Regions from separate parts of the Sus scrofa genome. Here all the other regions are linked to region 1. A link is a contact called in public Hi-C data. All regions are on one chromosome and are shown on one strand. Each heading gives the region's core, a stretch centred on a gene start, on an enhancer-like site or on the middle of the called end of the contact. The rest is flanking DNA. Distances are from core to core; before and after follow the strand shown. Region 1 holds the start of SERP2 (stress-associated endoplasmic reticulum protein 2). Region 2 overlaps LOC102167197 (a long non-coding RNA gene). Region 3 overlaps LOC102167197 (a long non-coding RNA gene).

Region 1 (4,333 bases), core at 476-2,975:
GCTAAAAACAATTGCCTCATCAGGTCTGCAAGCTTTTCCAACCAAATCCCAGGCTTCAGCTGAACTTCCACTGAAGTGTCTGGGATAACAGATTCCAGGAGACTTGCTCATACTCTTGGAGGCCAACACTACCCAACAACTCATTCGAGGCCTGCCTTTGAAATGTCCAGAATTCTGGATTTTCTGTGGACGATCATTTTTGCTAAAAAACAAAAACAAAAACACAAAAGCAAAACAACAACCAAACCAAGCCAAACGCACACAAATATACCTCTGTCCAAGGCACAGATTTTACTTAAAAGTTATTATAAAGCTTGAATCTACAGCTGGGGAGGCCTTGGATGCTGGCAACAAACTAGTCTCTAAAGTTCTCGATCATCCCCTCGGGAGGACTTCACGGCGTGACCAAGAGGAATGTAGCTTTTAAACTTTAGCCCAGTGGTGAGAGGCCTCACTGAAGAAGAGGCAAAAGTGGAGGATCAAGGAATAAGCCTGAATCTCATTCCCATTCCTGATTTATACCGGGAGACCACTACAAAGGCTCTGGAAAGAAAACCTTATTATAGTGTGCTTGTTGGGGATGGTGGGGAGGGGTATGAAGCCTGGGAAGGAATATGGCAAATGGCCTCCCTTTAATCATTCATTCATTCATTCATTCATCCATTCATTCAAGTATCCGATCCAGCACCTTCTAGGTTTCAGGCCCCTGTGTCAAGCAATTGGCTTAATTGTTCCCTTAAGGATGTGACTTTCCATCTTTCCCAGAGGCGTAGGCCGGATCCTCTGGGGGGGGGGGGGACCCTTCTGCGCCTCCTTGGGACCCCAAGCAGCCACTCTCAGAGGGGCCACGGCCAACCAGGACCCTCTCCGCGCACAGAGAGCACAAGCCGGAGCTGCCTGAGCGGCCTCACCGGAACCCCCACCTCGCTCGACCTCCGGGGAAAGGGGGCCCCTGGGCCCGGAGGAGGGGGAGGCCGGTCTTGCGCCCGCCCGAGGCCCTGAGCCCGCCCCGCCCCGCCCTGCCCTGGCCCCGGCCGCCGGGTCAGCGCCGCCCCCGCCTTACCAGGGTTTTGGCTACGTTCCCCCTCTGGGTGATGTTTTTGCTGTGCTTCTCGTTAGCCATCCGGATCCGCTGTTTGGCCACCATGGCTCGGGCGCTAGGAAATGTTCTCGACTCCCACTGCAAGGATTCCCCCGCGTGAGCCCCGGACGCGGCCGAGCGCGTCCCGCTCGCCCCGGGCGCTGCAGGTGGCAAGGCGCGGCCCCTGAGCCCCGCGCACCCCGCTCCCCAGCCCCCAACGAGCCAGCTCCAGAGAGAGGCCAGAGCCCGGACGGAAGTAATCTTTCATCTCAGGAAACCCTCTCCTACTTCCTCGCCATCCTTCCGGTCCCCCCAGCTACCTAACCGGCGCGGCCCCGTGGCAGGCGCTGCGGCGCGTTCTCCCTGCACCGGCGGCCGGAGCGCAGCGCGCCGAGGCGCTCGGGCCCGGGGCCCCGGACGTGTCCGGATCCAGCGGCCGAACGCAGCGGGGCCGAGGGTTCCGGCGGCCCCGGGCTTTGTGCGTGCGGGCTTCTCGGCCTGGGGCCCACCGAGGCCTGGGGAAGGGATTGGGGCGGCCGCCCTCCGAGCCGGGTCGCGCCGTCTGCCCGCACCGCTGCCCGGTGGCTGAGGGCTGGGCTGGAGGCGGCGGTCCGGGGGTCCTCAAAAGACAAGTTGAACAAGGGCAGGCCTGGGCCCGCCCTGGGGTAGGGCCTGCGCAAGGAAGGCCACGGCGGCGGGAGATTTCCCAAGCGCTGCACAGAGGGCTGGGTCTCCCCAGGGATGGAGATGAAGGCGTGAGGAGGATGGAGTGGGGATGGGCCTTGCTGCCCGGGTCCGTGCGGGGGTTACACGGAAGACGGGCCAGCGCCACATCTGAGTGAACAGTGGAGGAAGGCCTTGCGCCTGCGGCCCCTGTGGCATTTGGTATCACTGCCCCGAGGTGGGGAGCTTTGACCAGCTTTGGCTCCCCACCCACCTGGGGCGCCTGGGACCTCCTCCAGCCACCCTTGTCCCGAGGAGTATGAGCTGGGAGTTGCCCTGGGCGACAGGGATAAAAACAGATGTTTCCCTGACTCGCAAACATTGGTACCAGGCCCTACAGATTGTCTAGTGTGGGGGCAGGAGAAAAAGAAGTTCACCCTCACTTTTCCATGTGCTGAATGGATGGGAGTGAACTCTTAGAAGCGCAGGAGGGGAGTTCCCGTGGTGGCTCAGTGGTTAAGGAATCTGACTATAAGCCATGAGGTTGTGGGTTCGATCCCTGGCCTCGCTCAGTAAGTTAAGGATCCAGCGTTGTCGTGAGCTGTGATGTAGGCTCAGATCCCATGTTGCTGTGGCTCTGGCATAGGCCGGCAGCTACGGCTCTGATTAGACCCCTGGCCCAGGAACCTCCATAGGCCGAGGGTGCAGCCATAGAAAAGACCAAAACAAAACAAAACGAAAAAACAGGAGGGCTAAGAAGAAAAGAGGAAACTTTAGCCTGGAAGATTTGGAGCCATGGGAAGGATGCTGGGACTTAGACCAGCTTTGGCTAATTCACCCTGGTGGTCCTTCCTGGGTCTATCAAGGCGTCTGTGGCATCTGCAGAATATTATGGGGTGTGTCAATGAGGGAGCACTCCTTTTCTCTTTTGAGGGTCCTTTTTTTCCCCCATTGTTGGCTGCCCTGTGGCACATGGAGCTCCTGGGCCAGGAATGGGGTCCAAGCCACAGTTGAGACCTAAGCCAGAGATGCAACAACACAGGATTCTTAATTCGTTGAGCCGAGCCGGGAATCGAACTTGCATCCCAGTGCTTCCAAGATACCTCTGAACCTCTTGCGCCACATGAGGAACTCCTGGGGGTCCTTTATTTTACCAAGCTCATCCTCATGCCCCTCCCACTTCTTGTCATTCGAACTGTCATATAGACTGGGGCTGCTTTGGGTAACCCAGAAGTCAGAAGCTAATGAATAAATCTGGTCATCATTAATAAAGTCCGATTATTCTTTTTCTAAAGGTCAGTTAAGTTTCCAAAGTAGTTTCCACCGGCTTAACCATTACCACCACCACCACCAGCATTATTACAGGACCAGAAACCAAGAAAGCCCAACTTCAGTGCCAGACTTTTTTTTTTTTTTTTTCTTTTTTGGCCACCCTGTGGCATATGGAATTCGCAGGCCAGGGATCAGATCCGAGCCACAGGTGTGACCTAAGCCACAGCTGTGGCCATGCCGGATCCTTAACTCACTGTGCCGGGCTGGGGATAGGACCTGGGTCCTGGCACTTCCAAGATGCCACCAATCCCACTGAGCTGCAGTGGGAACTCCTAGTGCCAGGCTTTTAATAACAGGGGCCCCCAAAAAAGAAAGAAAAAAAGAAAGAAAAAAAATGAACAGTGGCCACATGTTGGGAAGGGGAGAGAGGACCATCCCCTGCCACAGTGACACTTTTTGAGCCTGGCTGTGGCGTGAGGCCCAGAATGATCCCTCAGATCTCGTCCAGATACCTGGACAGGAGGCAGAAGGGAGGTCCCTGCCTGAGCTGAGCACAAACCTGGCTCTGAGGAACATTAAGGAAAAGATACGGACAGAGATGGTTTTTTCATTCGAGGGTACAAGCAGAGAAGCATTCCTCTGGGTCAGAAACCTGCCTTCCCACAGGTTCAGAGGAGCTGCCTTGTTCAGGAAAACATTATTGTTATTGTTGTTGTTTTTCTTGGCTGTACTCACTGCATGAGGAAGTTCCTGGGCCGGGGATCGAACCCAAGCCGCAGGAGTGACAAGGCTGAATCCTTAACTGCCAGACCAGCAGGGAATTTGGGAAAAATTGTTTTTTGACTCTGGACTCCCACTTGATACTGGCCAATTTTCCTCTTTTTTTCTTGCTAGGCTTCACTTTACAATATTTTAAATTAGTTTAATTACAGACTTTGTACTCAGAGTAAACATTCACACAGAAATAGAATATCAAGGGGAAAGCAAAAGTTTCATTTCCGTACCCCCCCCCCCACTACTTCCCGCTGTTTCTAGGTTACCCTTTTAGTATTTTTTACTCATATCTAAGCCTACTTATGTATTTCATTTTTTGGGGGGTGGGGGGCTATTTTAGGGCGGTGCCCGAGGCATATGGAGGTTCCCAGGCTAGGGGTCGAATCGGAGCTGCAGCTGCCGGCCTACACCACAGCCACAGCAGCGTGGGATCTGAGCCATGTCTGCGACCTACACCACAGCTCACGGCAATGCTGGATCCTTAACCCACTGAGCGAGGCCAGGGATCGAACCTGCAACCTTATGAATCCTAGTTAGGTTCGT
Region 2 (4,333 bases), core at 756-3,255, 170 kb after region 1:
GGCAAGACTTACTTAAGTCAGAAGGCAATGTCACTGTCTCTCTCCCTGAGACCGTAAATTCCTTTAAGGTAGGGACCCATGCCCTTTGGAGGAGCCTCTTTCACATGCCTCGTGTAGTGCTTTGTGCAAAAGTAACATAGGCAGCAGATACGTTCATTTGGAATAAAGCTTCCTATGTTCAAATCCTGGCTCTTGCATCCATTGAGAAACTTTGGGGAATTACTTCAACTCACTAGGCCTCAGTTTCCTCTTCTGAAAAATGGAAATGGTGACAGTGGAATCCACTTTGTAGGGCTCTTGTGCAGATTAAAGCAATAGAAATGAAGTATTCAGAACAGGGCTTGATTTTCAATAAGCATGGGCTCTTCTGAGTAAGTAGATGGAAAATGTTGGTTATGTGAATGAAGAGTAGTAGCACAGGGTTCCGATAATTGCACAAGAGCTCTGTCCAGGCCAGCTACCATCATGTAGTCAGTTGCCATAAATCTGCTACCGGTTCCAAGAAATACATCCATCAACAAATCCACCTGCAATGCACATGAAACCACCCCTGGCAGGGCTGGAGGCGGGCTGCACAGCCAGCTCCTGCATCTCCCCTTCCTGCTTCTTGGCCTAAGCCAGCAGAACACTTTCAGAGTGGGCCACCGGGCTCCAGTTCCAGCTCATCTGTCATGGGTCCTGTTTTTTTCCCACACTAAGTGACCTCCCCCCAGGAGGCTGATTCGGGCGATTGGTAGATCTCCTTCTTGGTTCCATTCCATCTCATGATTTCACGCGTCTCCTTTCCCCTAATGATGCTAAGTGGTTCCCAGAGGGTGAACTGGAATGAGAACAGGGTGCTTGTCAACACTTGGAAAATAATGGCTTTTCCCATCAGAGTTGGGTTTGGCAACTGCTCTGTGGTCGGGCGAACATGTGTAGTGCTTGTACTATTTGCAGCATCACATGAGTTTCCACACACGTGCCCAGAGGCACCGGCACTCACTCCAAAGGGGATCTATGTGGGGTGGTGCACGCACCCCATGTTCACATACATGTGTTCACAAGGCCTCCCCTTCCCTGCTCAGATTCCTAACTTATCCTAAAATGACCCTGCCTCGGCAGAGGCGGGGGCAGGTTGCGGGGGGGGAGGCGATCCACAGCCATCTTCTCATCGGGTTTGCTGTATCTTTGTTTTGAATCCTGGGGCCCTTATGTTCACATTTGTTCCCAGCCTCTCTGCCCGCTGGACTCCCGTTCCTGCCTCCTCCACCTGGGAGGGCGCCCCACACCTGTATAAGGCCCAGGTGTGTGAGCGTGTGCTGGGCCCACGGGGATGACTTGCTCGACATGTAACATCACGGGCCCTTCATGTCCAATCAGGAGGAATCCAGGATGTTCTGCCGCCCTGACTCTCCTCTCCACCGGCCCCGGGCGTGAGGGTGAGGACCGGCTGAGACTCCACCTCCCCAGGGCTGACTGCCTCATCTTGGTTGTAATTTCTCTCAGGAGACCGTGCCCCTGGAGCCCCAAAGCCTTTAGGGTCTGTTGCTGCTCCCATTCTTGAGACAGTCCAATTTATTAGGTGAACCCATGGGTTCGGCTAACCACGAACACACCTCGGAGCCGACGTGGCTTGTCCCGTGTGCCAAGAGAGCAAGCGTGCCTGTGGGGTCTGTCAGGAGGAGGAAGGCCTCTCCTCCTTATCTGGGAGGGTGATGACATGGCCCTACCTCTGCCACACAAAGGAGGCTATTTATAGTTATCGTCTATGGACACTTAGGTGTGTCTCTATAAATAGAACTTTCCAGAAAAACCTTCCAAGCCAATTTTCTTATCTGTCCCCTAAATAATGTTGACTGACAGGGAGAGGCAAAGCTATATTAGCTCTTCCCCAGAAAGTAGAAGGCATGGCTGATCTTCGACGGGTGAGATGTTAATGAGTTTGTGTAGGTGCACTCCCGGCCAGGGAGGAATGAGAGGTAAACACTGTCTAAGAGACGTGAACTCTCTCACCCGGCACCTATGTTTTTCCTCCACTAATTATGCCCTGGCTGCGGCAGAGAGAGCAGATAATGCAGGTAAAACATGCCTGTGTTCTGGTTGTCAAGGAGATGGGGGATCTGCTTGCTTTGGTCTGTGCACAGGCAAATTTAGCAAGGCCCAGCATCTAGATTTCTGGACTTTTACCAAATCTCTGCATCCTTGCTTCAGAGCTTCGTTGAGTTCAGTGATTTTAGCATGTTCTTTTCTTTCCATGGTTCTCTTCTCTCCACCACCCCCTCTACCTGTGAAACTGCTGACATAAAATGAAACCCTCTGTGGCAAAGGAGCTTTGCCAGGCACCCAGACTGGGTGTCGGCGAGCCCCTGGAATGGCAGAGCCGGGCGAGGTGACCATCCACAGCCCAACTCCTGGCGTCCACTCCTCAGGACTGTGAGGGGAGCAGCGACTTCCTCAACCCACTGACTGGCTGGTTCAAAGGACAGGTGACAAGCAAAAAAGTGATTTTAGAAGGATGGCGTCAAAGGGGTTTGGAGCCAGAGAGGAACATGCAGGATCTGAGAGCAGGAAAGCTGAACCACAGAAGCTGTTGATATGTTTCTATGTCAACCGGGTCTCTCCGATGCTGGAAGGCTAGGGTCTGCCTGGCAGGAAGCTGCGGAAGCTTGTGGGACCCACCAGGCCAGGGTGAACCTTGCTGGCTGCGCTGCTTTTCCTGGGATCATCTCTGGGGGAGCCTGTTTCCCCTTGGTTGACTGGTAAATCATTACAGAGCCATGACTGGAGTATGTGCGAACGTTCCCCTGGTTCATTAGCCTTGGACACAAATGAGACTGTCAAACCTTGGGATCAAATTTTGTTTGCTCAGCTGTGCTCCCCGGGGGCTTCTTTCACAGTCCTAGCTCCTCGCGCATCTCTGAGAGCTCCGAGGCCCTGTCTTACATGCTCCACGGTCAGCCGAGCTGTATGGAAATAGCAGCCTGTCATCCGTGAGCTGCCATTTGAGGGGGGTCCCCCCTCCGCCAAAGCTGGCGGAAGTTTAGTCGGGGTCAGGGTTGAGGCACATCGGACCTTTTGGCTTCAGGGCACACCCCCTACCACCAGAGGGGAGCGCTGGGGGGAGTCCTTTCCCTCGCACTGCGCTTCGTCTCTGGGACTTCCTCTCCCCGAGGAGGCAGCCACCCTTCCTGCAGTCTGTCTTCTTCTAGCCTTGCCTCTCCCATTCCAGTTCACCAGCTGAGGAAGCCAAGTTCAAAGAACTTTTTTTTTTTTTTTTTTTTTTGCAGATGACTGGAGCAAAAAGTACAGATAAACGTAGAAGAATGTGATGGCAGGCGTGCAGACGAGGGCCTGGGGGACCAAATGAAGGGGCAGGCATAGCAAGTGCTGGGGAGAGGCAAGCGGGGCTGGCGAGAATGCTGAGAGGTGGGATCACGGCAGACGTGGGGGGACACACACGTGCTTCCACAGCAACCGGGCTTTCCTCCGACGGCCTCCCACAATTACGGGGCCTTGTAATTGCTCTTTCAGCCGTCTCTCCACTAATCTACGTGCTTCAGAGACTGACGCTTTAATCTCTGTATTCCCAGAACCCAGCTCAGTTCCTGATACATAACAGGTGTTCAAAACACAGAAGACTGGCTCGGGCAGAGACAGGGAGGCCCAACAGGCACACTGTGGGCCGGGGGCAGTGAGCACAACTGCTGGGTTTAAAATGGTGGCTCTGTTGTAAATCAACCAAACTTCAATAAAAGAAAGTGTAATTTAATTTTAAAAATGATGGATACGTGTAGGGAAGTGATAGAGAGTCAGCCTTGAGTACCTTGGTTTCACTTAACAATGAGTCAGAAGCTGAAATCAATCCTTGAGTGTGGCTCCAACCCCAGGGCTGGAGGATTGATTTGCAGAAGGTGCGCGTAGAATGGCTGAGGTGGGGGAGAGGAGGAGGCGCGGGCTGAGGGCCTCGTGCAGAAGGTGTTGTAGGCAGTGGGCATGAGAAGTGGGGGGAAGGGGGCAGAGCAAAGCGGGAGGCTGGATGAGCAGGAATCAGGCTGGATTCACCCGGGTGCTCCACTGACCGTCCGTTCATAAGCTCGTGTAGGCTTGATTCACTGGGCTGCGCCAGTGCCCTTGCTAAGTGCTCCTCTCTGTCCACTGCCAGGTGACAGCTGCAGGTCTCACCGCAGTCAGAGGGTGGCCGTGTGGACCCTGGCTTCAGTCCACTGCCAGGTGACAGCTGCAGGTCTCACCACAGTCAGAGGGTGGCCGTGTGGACCCTGGCTTCAGTTCCCACTGGTTCATGGCTCCATTCTGCCTCCGTGGTTCCCGGCGATTTATTTAACGTCTCTAA
Region 3 (4,333 bases), core at 1,001-3,500, 130 kb after region 1:
TCCTGAAAGGACCCTGGGGCAGAAAAAGAACCAGGGCAGCTATTTCTCAGGGACAGGTCCACCCAGCCTAAGTTCTCTTGAGGTCTGCTTCTGAGAAAGGTTTGAAAAGACCACCAGAACCATCTAGTCTTTAGTTAGGTGTGACGACTAATTGTAACGGATTATACATGTATTCACTTATGCTCGGGTTGACTGCGTGTAGATTGGCAGGTGTCATTCCATGCTGTGGATTTTGCCCTTCCTTCTCCACCTCTCTGCTGCATTAGAAACTCCTTCCCCAGGAGTGAGGAGCAGAAGCCAGTGACCAGCATATACTCACTTAGCCTTTGCCTTCTCTCCAGAAGGTGGTTTAATCATATCCATTTGCAAAGGAGGGAATGGTGGCTTGGAGGTATTCAGTCATTTTCACAGCTAGGTACTTTCCAGGTGAGGGGTTCAGATCTGGGTCTCAGATCTCTCTGGCTCTTTCCCGTCCAGTGGGGAATCACGTAAACAGCAATCCTCAGGCAGGAGCAGTCCACCAGGCTTATTCCTGTCTTCAGGGTGCCTCCTGCTGCTCGGTCTACAGCTGCCCCCTGGGGCCTAATCTCCGGTCTCCTTTAGCTCATTGCTTTGCCTCCTCAGGTGTGCTAACCAAGAAAAGCAAAAACATGACTGATTTTCTTATCTTTTTTCTTCTTTTTTCTTTTTTTCGCTTTTTAGGGCCACATCCACAGCACATGGGGGTCAAATCGAAGCTGCAGCTGCACAGTCACAGCAATGCAGGTTCCAAGTAGCATCTGCAAACTACACCATAGCTCATGGCAACGCCGGATCCTCAACCCACTAAGTGAGGCCAGGGATGGAACCCGCATCCTCATAGATAGTAGTCGGATTCGTTTCCACTGCGTCACAATGGGGAACTCCTTCTTACCTACTTTTTTAACATTCAAATCAGCTCTTCGAAAGCAAAGGCAAGACAATAATAGTATTAGTAGCTTACAGTTAAAGCGAGGAATCAAACAGCACTTCTATAGCATCTATTATGTGGCAGGTACTGTTACTGGTATGTTCTTTGAATTGTATGTCGTCGTGAAGCCATGTGTGTTGGAGGGGGCAGGGCAAAGGATGCCAGAATCTTTCTTCTCTCCTGCTCCTGACTTTGAACTTCTCAGAATTAATTTTAGCAGGGCCAGACCTAAGTGGAATCTGACTCTTACTTGTGGCTTCAAAAATAGTCCCACTCTAAAGGCTGCCTTTTTGGCAAAGGGAGGAGCCAGACAGGACACAGGGGTGTGAGGCCTGACCTCTCCGGGGGTGTTTCTCAGAATCTGTGCTTCCTCCTCTCCTTCCTCTTTTTTTCTTTTTGATGAATGCCCCATGTGCTAATAACCTTGAACGCCAAAACCCTCCCCTCCTCTGGCTCCAGGGCACCAGTTCCCTGGGATCCTAGTACACTCTGCCTTCCTGCTCCACCTCCTGGGGCCCACAGAGCCCTGAGAGACACACGTGTGCCGTCAGGGGGAGAATTTGGCCCCCAGGGTCCAAAGACACTCAAAACCAAGCTCTGCACAGTAATTCCCCTCATAAATCTTGGCTTTAACTACAAATTATTTAGACTATCCAGTTTCACTTCCTTCTCCTGACCCATCAGATTCAAAGGATTTCAGACTTAAGGGAAACATGGGGTCTGAATTAAGCCAAGTCATTAACTTGATCATCTTTAAGTCTCTTGTTTCACCGGGGAAGCCCTGGAGGGGGGAGATGTGGGGGCAGGGGTACAAGGATATCTACATATAGAAAGGATTTTCAAAGTCAAACTTGCTCTATTTTGTAACATTGAAGATGGTATGGCTAGCCCACCTGACTGTGACACAATTGCCCTTAGTACCTGTACCCAGTGGTACACCTCCAGAAATTTGAAACAGGAAATAAACAAGATTCCAGGGGCTCAGGCAAGACCATAATGACAGCCTAGGAGAGCAGCTACAGCCCCTTTCTGTGATGAGGCCTCTGTCCCTCCCCTGGGGTCGAGGATGCTATTTGATCCGTACAGCTTTTCTTCTCCCCACTGCAAGTACCTGCTTGCCAGCTTCCCCAGTGCAGCACACAAACAATAAACGACAAAGGACACTGGCAGCAGCTTTCAAGGCAGGCCTGAGGCAGGGATTTCCCAGAATTTGTTATGAGAGGCAACCTGTGTTTCCCATCAGGTTGGGAGGGGCCAGGAACCAGGTGGAACGGCCATGAGTCAGGCCTAGAGAATGTCAGTTTCAACACCCACTCTGCAAGAGCCTGTTTCATTATATCTGCTACCTGCAAGGAAAAGGTCACCCACTCTAGTAAATGATTAATTGCTGGCTGCTTCACATATTATTTCAACTCTAATTCTTTGACATTTCTGGTTAATTTTTGTAGGAAAACCAGGACGTGCTTCATTTCGTTTTATGGGCTGGTAACCGCAGTCGATGGTCAGTTGGTGAGCTGGTTCCATTCGATGGATCCTTTGCAAACACCTGTGTGTCGGATTGAGGGTGGAAGTGGGGGGCATGGGCCTCAATTTGTAGTTCAAATTCTGGTCTAAGTTGTCTCATCCAAGTTGAAGGTTCACAGAATGGCTGGAAACCAGTTGAACAAGCACGGTGGTCTGAGCAGGGCAAGAAGAATAGATGATGCAGGTGTCTAGAGAGAATTCAAGCCACACGGGGATCATACTTGGGGCCCTCCGGCTCCCAAATCCCTGTCCTCAGCCCTTGGGAGGATGGACCTAGGAAGATTGGGGGTCCCTTTTGGGACCTGTCAGCACTCTCTGTGAGAAGACACCGTGGTCAAAGGTCACGTTGAGCCCCCATCCGCTTGCTGGCTGGCCTGGTCTGGGCGATGGCAAAGGGGCAAGAAGAGAGCCGTGGAATTGGATCTCTCACTCCTCCTCACATTTACTTCCCTCAAAAGCATAACTGCCAAGCGTCTAACTTATTGGAGAGTATTTTTAGGAGGGATGAAGGGGGTGGGGAACTGGCAGACAGAGGGAGGGTCAGTTATATTCTCAGCATGGCCTCACCTCTTTTCCTACCTTTTTTCAATGTGGGACTCACTTGATGTCTGTTGTGAGCTCTGGAATAAGCAGAACCACACCCTCTGGACCTGTACCTCAGAGCCCACCTGATTTCCTGAAGCTTGGTGACTGTGGGGGCCTCACTTAAGAAAGCTGCATGTTTTAGAGTTCCCATCGTGGCACAGCAGAAATGAATTGGATGAGGAATCGGGAGGTTGCAGGTTCGATCCCTGGCCTTGCTCAGTGGGTTAAGGATATGGCGTTGCCTGAGCTGTGGTGCAGGTCGCAGACACGGCTTGAATCGGGCATGGCTGTGGCTGTGATGTAGGCCAGCAGCTGTAGCTCCGATTGGACCCCTAGCCTGGGAACCTCCATATGTTGCGGGCCTAAGAAGCAAAAAATAGATAAATAAATGAAAGTTGCATGTTTTTTTTCAGAATTAGGACAGAAAGAAGAATAAACGACAAGTTTAAAAATCCTGACGAATAGGACAAACATTCAGAAAAATCCCGTACTGCTGCTAGGAACGAATGCCCGGCACACCGCTACGATACTGTGTTTCCCACATTTTTTTGGCTACATACTCTTGGATCCTCTTTTCGCACGACAATACTTTTGTAGAAGAACAACAGAGGGATAAGTCAGTGTTTCCTCTATCAGGGTTGATCAAAAACACTTTTGAAATTTTTAAATTAAATAGTTGGAATGTATAAACTGTCGACTCACAGAGGGACACATGGGCTATTTATAGGTACATCTAGAAGTTTATGCTCTACAGACACAGGGACAGCTTCCTTTTTGATGAGGCGTCCGTGAGAATTGAAATATCTGCTTACAGTTTTACGTGTTTGAGGATTGGAGGTTTTCCCACAGACCAGCTTCTGCCTCCAAGATCTCAAACCTCAGGGATCCTTCGTTTTCCACATGGTCCCAGGCCACACGCTGCATGGCGCCTCTGTATCGTGGTATCACACATGGCTGTGTGCCTTTGGAGCACCCTGATGGAGGAGCTGGCACCGTAGGTTCTGGGAGTATTTCTAGAAGAAAATTCCTTCTCCGCAATAAATAGCAATAGCTTAACCATTATACACCGAGGTGACTGTGAATTGTATAAACATAGCCCATTAAACCCAAACCAAATGTATCTCCAGCTCACCTTCACCTCAGCCAAATGCCCACACATCACGGCCACCCCAACCCAACCCACACAAGAGAGAGTTGGTGAAGGGGGAGCCGGAGCATAAGAGATAGTGTTAACTGACTGAAGTTAAAATGTTTTACTTTGGCAATTTTTATGGA

What was found. A called contact is a pair of places that touch in the nucleus more often than the background predicts.
Region 2: a Hi-C map of liver shows a contact between it and region 1, with 1.9 times the contacts expected there. The contact joins the enhancer-like site here to the promoter of SERP2 in region 1. A contact is called at or near these places in 1 of 5 promoter capture datasets (liver), 4 of 47 Hi-C or Micro-C datasets (heart right ventricle, liver and subcutaneous adipose tissue) and 1 of 2 datasets of contacts at active chromatin or transcription factors (skeletal muscle).
Region 3: a contact with region 1 is called in a Hi-C map of liver, with 3 times the contacts expected there. The contact joins the enhancer-like site here to the promoter of SERP2 in region 1. A contact is called at or near these places in 4 of 47 Hi-C or Micro-C datasets (embryonic fibroblasts, fetal skeletal muscle, liver and 1 more).

The regions. Positions count from the first base shown.
Region 1 is chr11:22,699,170-22,703,502 of Sscrofa11.1, forward strand. SERP2 (stress-associated endoplasmic reticulum protein 2) reads right to left here and starts at 1,726. Exons shown (of 4, transcript XR_002336679.1): 1 at 1,064-1,726.
Region 2 is chr11:22,872,991-22,877,323 of Sscrofa11.1, forward strand. The region is part of intron 3 of LOC102167197 (a long non-coding RNA gene); the gene reads right to left. Among named protein-coding and RNA genes, the nearest start is that of SMIM2, 21 kb to the right of the region's middle. Within about 2 kb of position 2,006, at least 14 of the 83 cell types and tissues checked have an H3K27ac peak or open chromatin away from gene starts, as enhancers often do.
Region 3 is chr11:22,831,096-22,835,428 of Sscrofa11.1, forward strand. The region is part of intron 3 of LOC102167197 (a long non-coding RNA gene); the gene reads right to left. Among named protein-coding and RNA genes, the nearest start is that of SMIM2, 63 kb to the right of the region's middle. Within about 2 kb of position 2,251, at least 31 of the 83 cell types and tissues checked have an H3K27ac peak or open chromatin away from gene starts, as enhancers often do. A contact at or near this core is called in liver and skeletal muscle, where this site is marked.